2 separate regions of the Mus musculus genome follow, and region 1 is linked to region 2. Evidence: chromatin contacts called from public Hi-C data. All regions are on one chromosome and are shown on one strand. The core of a region is the stretch at or near the end of the contact, and the rest is flanking DNA. Distances in the headings are between cores, read along the strand shown.

Region 1 (4,111 bases), core at 989-3,488, 100 kb before region 2:
CACAACGGTGGATGCCTCACACCTGACACAGGAGCCACAGAGTGAGAGATGGAAGATTGCTCATTTCCCCAGCTGCCCGTGGGTTCTTTGCAGCCTCTGCCCCACGTTGCATCTCAGCCTCTCTGGCTGGACATTGGGTGGAGGGGATGGAGAGTGAGGATCAGAGCTTTTGGAGGTTTCTTGTAGAGATGTCGGTGGCCTGGCACAATGGTCCCAGGTTTTTAAAAAAACGCTGTCTCATTATTTCATTATTTTATGTGTATTCTTGTTCTTCATGTATGCTTGTGAGCCTTTGCATGCCTGATGCCCCCAGAGACCAGAAGAGAGCATCAGTCCCCGTCCCCCGCTCCCCGGACCTGGAGTTATAGATAGTTGTAAGCTACCATGTGGGTACTGGGACCAGACACCAGGTCCTCTACAGGAGCAGCTGGTGCCCTTAACCATTGGGCCATCTTTCTAAACCTACACAGGTGGTTTTGTAGCTTTTTGGCTAATTCCTTGGACCGTGTCCTTCTCCTTACTGAAGTGAAGTCTCAGTGAAGGCAGATGCCAGACCCAGTTCCCAGTTTGTTTAGTCCCCAAAGAGTAAACAAAAGGAGAGAGTAAAAAGAGAAAAAGAGAAGGAACTCTGTAGAGCTCTTTCACACACCATTCACACATGGCTGTTCACACACATACCCGTCCACACATGGGTACATGGGTGCTCATACACACACACACACACACATACACACACACACACACACACACACACACACATCCACATATGGTTGTTCACATGCACACACCCATCCACACGTGGCTGCACACACACATGCACACACACACACACACACACACACACACCATCCACATGTGGCTGCACACACACATGCACACACACATACACACACACACACACACACCATCCACATGTGGCTGCACACACACATGCACACACACACACACACACACACCATCCACATATGGCTGCTCACATGCACACACCATGTACATGTGGCTCCTCACACACATATACACACTCACAAACACACACACACACCATCCACATGTAGCTGCTCACATGTACATCCATTTACATATGGCTATTCATGTGCACACACCATTCATATGTGGCTGTATACACACACACACACACACACACACACACACACACCATCCTCAAGTGGCTGTTCACACACACATGTGCTTCCACACCTGCATCTAACCCCTAACTTACTTCTGTGTTTTCATCTACTCATTTGGACTCTCTCCACAGACTTTTGGCCATGGACCGGGTACTGTGGGAACTGGGCTGTGGAGGAAGAGCAGGCATCTTTGTCAGCCAGGGAGCATCTGTGAAGTAGCACGGACAGCCCATTTGGCCTCTCAACTGTTTCCACAGCATCGGTTGTTTTTAATGAAAAGAACTGGAGTTCAGCCTTGATTTATACAGGAAGTTGTTAGAAAACAACAGAGAAGAAAAGCAACACACACACACACACACACACACACACACACACACACACACACACAGCTCTGGGAAGGTGCCAGGGGGACGGAGACGTCCACCTTTTCCAGGGAATGCACTGGTGAGCTCTGGACAAATTCAGAGTGAGGTGTCCCCTGGTGCCACGGCCTTGAGGACAGTGCATGTGGATGCTATGGGATGTCGAGGCTGGCCTCCACTGTGTGAGAAATGTGAACAGACTTCACCCTGTGTCTGGGACACTAGGGTGCAGGGTGAGACCTCTGAGGGCTTGTGTGGGAGGTGAGAGAGCTTCCTATGTGAGGATGCTCTGTGGTCCTCTCTTTTACATGCGCTGATGAGTCAGAGTGTATTATTCTGCTTTCTGCTTGAGATATTTTGTTTACAGAGTTCCCACAGATACTGTGTTCTGTTGTAACCAGTTTTGCTGGTTCAGAGAAATGTGTGTGTGTGTGTGTGTGTGTGTGTGTGTAACTGTCACACAAAACCAGGCTCAGATGTGATGTATGGGAAACTATATGATGTTCCAATCCACACAGCTTTCTTTGAGATTGCACTCCTTGGGCATGTGTTGTGGGTGTCTTGGAGGAAGGAGACAGGCTCAGAAGGGCTGGGAGACTTGTAGACTCTGACTGGGTAGACTCTGCTGGTGGGCTCAGCATCACAGCACTCAGGGACCTGCCAGTCTCATTCCATAGTCCCCACTGTGCCCTGGCCTGAACCCCAAGCTTGGCCCCCTACTGTGTTTTTGCAGGGAGTGGAGCACATACAAACTGGACCACATGGCCTCTCAGAAACTGCCACCAAGTGCTGGTATCTTAGCAACCACAGGATCAAAACAAGCTTGGAATAAAAGATGGGGAAGGAGGGAGAGGAAACAACCCCCTGGACCCCATCACCTGACCCACTGAGGGAGTTGGAGCACCTGACTGAGTCTGTGGTTTGCAATTCTTTTGAGGAATTCCCACCCCAATGCTGTTTACTGCTACAGACTGTGCTGGGAGTAGAGAAGCACATTTCAAAATACACAAAAGGGGACAGTGTCCTTGGGGGTACGGGTTCTGGGGATGACAAAGCAAGCGGGTACCTCAATATCCCAGGGTCCAGGGATCACATAGGGTTGGGGAGCACCTAAGGTAGGGAGTACTTGAGGTGAGGCCATCTCATCGGGGAGCACTCCAGGTAGGGAACTTTACAGTGGGGAGCACTCCAAGTAGGAACTTTAAAATGGGGAGCACTTTTGGGTGGAAGGAAGTACCTATGGTGGGAGCATCTGGGAATAGGGAGTACCTGGGGTGGGGAACCACCTGGAATGGGGACCACCTGGGGAGAAGAGCATCTGGGTAGGGTCTGCATAGTCTTTGAACTATATTCACTTCAGCCCAGGAGCCTCTGAGCCTCAGCCTGGTGGCTCTGTGGCCCCTATTGATGGAACCATAGATGGCTAAGCTATGGAAGATCATCCCTATGATCTCGAGTCTTTATTTAAGAAATGTGTTGTTGTAAAAGAGTCAAGCACATATGATGACATTTGGAGCCAGGACACCTCTCCTGAGGGAGAAGCCCAGTTTCTCAGCTCCAGTGGAGCACAGATATCATCAGAGCCCATGGGGCGTCCTGTATCTAAGACCCCATACCCTCTTAATCAGCTACAGTTGGGTCAAAACCACCTGGAAAGTGTCACATCCATACTGAACATTGAGGTGGCTTGAATGAAATGCACCCCCACTCCGCCCCCAATCCTGGCCATTTGAAGAGCTGGTTCCCAGTTAGCACTGTTCCTCGAGCTTTGGGTGGCCTGGCCTTGATAGTGAAGTACATCACTGGGTAAGGGGACTTAGGCGTTGGAGGAGGTAAATCACTGGGGCCTGGGCTTTGGAAGAAGAGCTTCATTGGGAGGTGGGCTTTGGTGGGGGGGGTACGTCATTGGGAGGGGGTGGGCTTTGGGGGGAAGTATGTCACTGTGGATTGGCTTTAAGAGTTTAAAAGACCTTGCTCTACTTCTCGTTGCCTCTCCTTGTTTTCTGGTTGGAGTTAAGCATGTGAGTTCTTGGCTGCCTGCTCTGCTGTTTGCTGCCATGTTTCCCTGCTAAGATGGTCTCATCCCTCTGCAATCATAAGTCCAGAGAAACTTTTTGTCTCTAAGTGCCATGGTCATGGTATCTTACCACAGCAACAGAAAGATAGTGAATACAAACATTTTGGACAGGTTTACCCTGAAGTTGTTCACTGGATCAGGTAGATAAGAAGGACCACAGCATCCAGCTAGGGTTGCACTATAAGTCCTCTGAGATGACTGTGCAGAGTGTGTGTGTGTGTAGTGAACTTCTATGGAAACACTGTATCTGTCCATGAGCCTGGCCAGCAATATTGTGTCCAAAGAGCCTGGCAGCCTCCTTATATCTTCCAGCATCCTAGAACCAGCCTGAGACATGACATGAAGGGACAAACCTGGCAGTGGCATGACATCTGCTGAAGGCAGTGTTTTTACACCTTTACCTGGCACTGTTGGGTAGTGGTGGTGGCGGTGGTGGTGGCGGTGGTGGCATGTTAATAGGATCATTTGATGCGCTGAGCCTTTTGGATCCCCACTTACAACTAAGGAAAAAGTGCACAGAGATGTCTAGTCATTTTCTAAAGTCA
Region 2 (4,055 bases), core at 186-2,685:
CAGATGCCATTGGGTGCTGTCAGGCCATCACTTCTCCCACAGAGATGAGGGAAGGCTCTGTTGGCAGGTGTAGCCAGGCCAGATGAAGTAGTCATGGGTTTTCCCAGGTGGGCAGAAATCATCCCAGTGACGTAGATCTGAGACTGGGGAAGCAAGCCTTGTCTGTTAGAGAGACTCAAACTTGAATGGCTCGCATGCTCAGAACTTGATGTGTCAGGGCTGAGGCTGGTGAATAAAAAAGTACTCAAATCCACCTTGCTGGAACTGGGTCAAGGGGAGCCTGTACCTGGCACTGTGCAAACCACCTTATAAGGAGCTGTTGGGGGGATGCTCAGGGAACGTGGGGTTTCCATCGTGGCTGGCTGTTGATTTCTTTGTGGCCTCAGTCAAGCAGTTCCCAATTCAGGGCTTGGCTTGCTGGTCTTTAAATATGGAAGTGAGACCTTCTTCTTCTTCTTCTTCTTCTTCTTCTTCTTCTTCTTCTTCTTCTTCTCCTTCTCCTTCTCCTTCTCCTTCTCCTTCTCCTTCTCCTTCTCCTTCTCCTCCTTCCTTTTCTCCTTCTCCTCCTCCTCCTCCTCTTCTTTCTCCTCCTCTTCCTCTTTCCTCCTCCTTCTCCTCTTTCTTCTTCTCCCTCTAATTCTAAATTCTAATTCTAAAACCCATTCCCTATCTTGCTAAAAACTCTGGACTGTCATTAGAAAGACCACAAGCCACTGTATGTGCCAGGATCTCCCCTGTGAGCCCCCCTGGTGTCCTGGGTACAGTTCCCCACCCCAGCTGGGAAAGACCCTGGCTTTGCTGAGTTTCAGGTCTACCCACTTCTCTTTTCCACTGAGATGCCTACTAGATCACAGGGCACGAGGGGGGAGGAGCACTGAGTATGAGGAGGTAGTGTAGCAAGGGAAGGTCACGGGAAGATCTAGAGAAGATGGAGACCTGTGTTGGCAAGTTTGTGTCAACTGGACACAAGCTGAAAAGAGGGAACTTCAGGTGAGGAAATGCCTCCATGAAATCAGGCTGTAAGCAAGCGATGCATTTTCTTAATTAGTGATTGGTGGAGGAGGGCCCAGCCCATTGTGGGCGGGACCATCCGTGGGCTCTTGGTCCTGGGTTCTTTAAGAAAGCAGGCTGAGCAAGCCATGAGGAGCAAGCCAGTAAGCCGCACCCCTCCATGGCCTCTGCATCAGCTCCTGCCTCCAGGTCTCTGTCCATTTCCCGTCTTGGCTTCCTTCAGTGGAGTGTGATGATTTAGGATGGATAAGCCGAATAAACCCTTTCTTCCCCAACTTAACTTTAGTTATTTGGTTTCAGCACAGCAATAACAACCCTAACCGAGACAGGGCCCCAGAAGCCCACTGGCTTATGGGAGGATAGCTCTGTGCTTTATGTACTTGAAAATGCACAACTCTTAGAGTCAGCAACTTCACCGCCTCAGCAGACCAGAGGCCGGAAGAGGAAGCTGCCAGTCACCCTGACCCAATTTTCTCTAGTAGACTTATGGAAATGAGTCCAAGTTTGTCCATGCTTCGTTTATAGTGCACACCAGCTCGAAATCATCTGCGCAACCTTGACGTGGAGATTTTGGAGCCTGTTAATGCATATTCTGTGTGTGGTTGTGTGTGCACTCTTTTGCTTGAGTGTGGAGGTCAAAGGTGAGAGGTCACATGTCAGGGGTTACTCTTAGATTGTTGGCCTTCCCCTGTGTTTTGAGATAGAAAACCCGGGGCTCAACAACTGAGCTAGGCCGGCTGCCCCAGGAGGCCCAGGACTCATCTCTCTCAGCCACCTCAGTGTTGGGATCCCAAGTGCCTACGAGCACGCCTAGCTTTTTAATGTAGGTCCTGGAGATCAATCCCAGACCCTGTTGCTTACATGTCAAGAATCTTACAGAATGAGAGTCTTCCCAACACTGACATTTTAAGGAAGTTATGTAGTGAGAATTTTGGTTTCTGGAAAAAAAAACAGTTATATGTGAATAAAACAGTTACGTTATGTGAATATTTTTTGTTGTTGTTGTTGTTTTAATCCCAGGTGTGGCATATGGGGCTGCTTCAGTTTGACCACAGCCGTTAACTAGATTGGTCTCGTGCTCCTGGAGGGGCATGGTTTGTTGCCAGCTGCAGACAGTTTACATTTGGAATTCTGGGGACTCTAGAGCGGGTATAACATCGAGGGGCTGGGGTGATTGCTGGTTTCCCTGCTGCTGCTGGTTTCTGGATTCTTGTTTTGCTGGCTTGCTGGTTGGAGATATCCTGACAACTGAGATTGGACTTGCCTCTAGGAATTTAACACCCCTGGTCAGCAGCAAGTGGTCTAAAGAGATCTATGCCCCCCTCTCCCCTCTTTCTTTCCCTCCTACCTAGTGTTGGGGGGTTGGAAGGGACTGGATGGAGATGGATGGTAGATATGAGAACCCGATAAAGCCAAAAAGTACACCTGAAAAGTTAAACCAGGGAAACTTCAACGCTTCTTTGGACTTTAATAATTCACAGTGTCGAGAGAGACCATATGGTATGGCAGGCCTCATTGTATGGTAGGTCGTATCGCTGCTGAGGCTCTTTAGTGGCTAGGATGTGTGAAGAGTCTGAGCTGATGCTGTGCAGAGTCCAGCAGAGAATCCTGCTGAATCAGGATCTGAGAGCAGGAGATGGAGGTTTGTCAGGAGCCTGAAGTCCTGAAGTCACCCCAAGGCTTGAGACCCCAGCTCCCTGCCCAGGCCATTCTTCTCCTGAGCTCTCGCAAGGTGGCTGTCTCTGCTGTGAGCCTGACCCACGTGTGGCTGTTTCTGCTTCTCTCCCTGAGAGTGTGAGATAGCCCGTGTTGCTGTCTATTACAGCCGCCCCCTATATAGCTGAATAGCTGGCTCAGCAAGAGCTGTGTGGCACTGGCACCAAAGCCAGCCCGTAAGCTGAGAATGGTTCATCCATATCTGGAGGCCTTGTAAGGAAAGGACACAGAGAATAGGTGTCAGATGCTGTGTGTGGTCTGCAGAGCCTGAGCTAACAATGTTCAGGTCCAGAGTCTCGTGCCACAGTCATGAGTCCCCTCCCCGACTCTCCTTGAGGCCTTTCCCAGGCTAGGCTAATCCAAGCAGAGGCCTCCTGCACCCATAGTACAGATGGCCACCGACTGTCTACTTTGTGTGCAGTGGTCAGGTCATGTAATGCACAGCCCAGGTAATAGCTCCAAACAGCTGGTCCTGGCTCAGCACCATGGTGCTAATGGTAGTGATCATGCAGAATGTGTGGCTGGGCCAGGTGTTTCTGCTTTGTTGAATAGGTGCTTAGCTGTTCAGCACTGATAGAAAACACTGACCCTGCCTGTGGGCTGTTATGCCTCATTTATTGCACTCAAGTGACCACCTACATGTGTGTCCATTGCAGGGCTCACTCCTCTGTTACTCATTTAGTGTTTGAGCTTAGGGCCGTGCTCTCTGAACGGCATTTATAAGTATGTGTACATGTGTTTGCCTGTGTGTATACCTGTGTGTGTGTGTGAGTACATGTATACACATGTACACATGTGTATGTGCTACATTTATTATGTTTATATGTGTTTACCTGTGTGTATACCTATGTGTGTGAATGCATGTATAGACATGTGCATGTGTGTATTGCTACATTTATAAGTATGTGTATGTATGTTACCTGTGAGTGAATGCATGTATAGATATGTGCACTTGTGTATGTGCTGGATTTATAAGTATGTGTATGTATACCTAAGTATACCTGTGTGTATACCTAAGTGTATGAATACACATATAGACATATATACTTGTATATGCGATATATATATATAAGTACATATATATAAGTATGTATATGCATGTATACTTATGTGTGTGAATGCATGTATAGACATGTACATGTGTGTATGTGCATATACATATACATATATGTACTTGTATATTTGTGTACATGTGTGCATTCACCTGTATGTACATGTGTGTAGATATGTACATGTGTGTTTGACCATATACAGGCTTATATTGTCTATTTGTGTACACATGTATGTGCACCTGTGCATGCACCTGTATGTCCTTGTATGTGTATGTA

Evidence for each region. Hi-C and Micro-C count contacts between places; a contact is called where the count stands out from the background.
Region 1: a Hi-C map of the MNK3 cell line shows a contact between it and region 2, with 5 times the contacts expected there. The contact joins two enhancer-like sites. A contact is called at or near these places in 26 of 484 Hi-C or Micro-C datasets (B cells, the MNK3 cell line, the N1E-115 cell line and 17 more), 5 of 115 datasets of contacts at active chromatin or transcription factors (SST interneurons, astrocytes, bone marrow-derived dendritic cells and 2 more) and 2 of 9 other capture datasets (embryonic stem cells and pancreatic islet).

The regions. Positions count from the first base shown.
Region 1 is chr5:113,048,193-113,052,303 of GRCm38.p6, reverse strand. No RefSeq gene overlaps it. Among named protein-coding and RNA genes, the nearest start is that of Gm22740, 6.1 kb to the right of the region's middle. Within about 2 kb of position 2,238, at least 20 of the 459 cell types and tissues checked have an H3K27ac peak or open chromatin away from gene starts, as enhancers often do. A contact at or near this core is called in the MNK3 cell line, where this site is marked.
Region 2 is chr5:112,947,826-112,951,880 of GRCm38.p6, reverse strand. All of the region lies in intron 9 of Grk3 (G protein-coupled receptor kinase 3), which reads left to right. Among named protein-coding and RNA genes, the nearest start is that of Myo18b, 53 kb to the right of the region's middle. Within about 2 kb of position 1,435, at least 33 of the 459 cell types and tissues checked have an H3K27ac peak or open chromatin away from gene starts, as enhancers often do. A contact at or near this core is called in the MNK3 cell line, where this site is marked.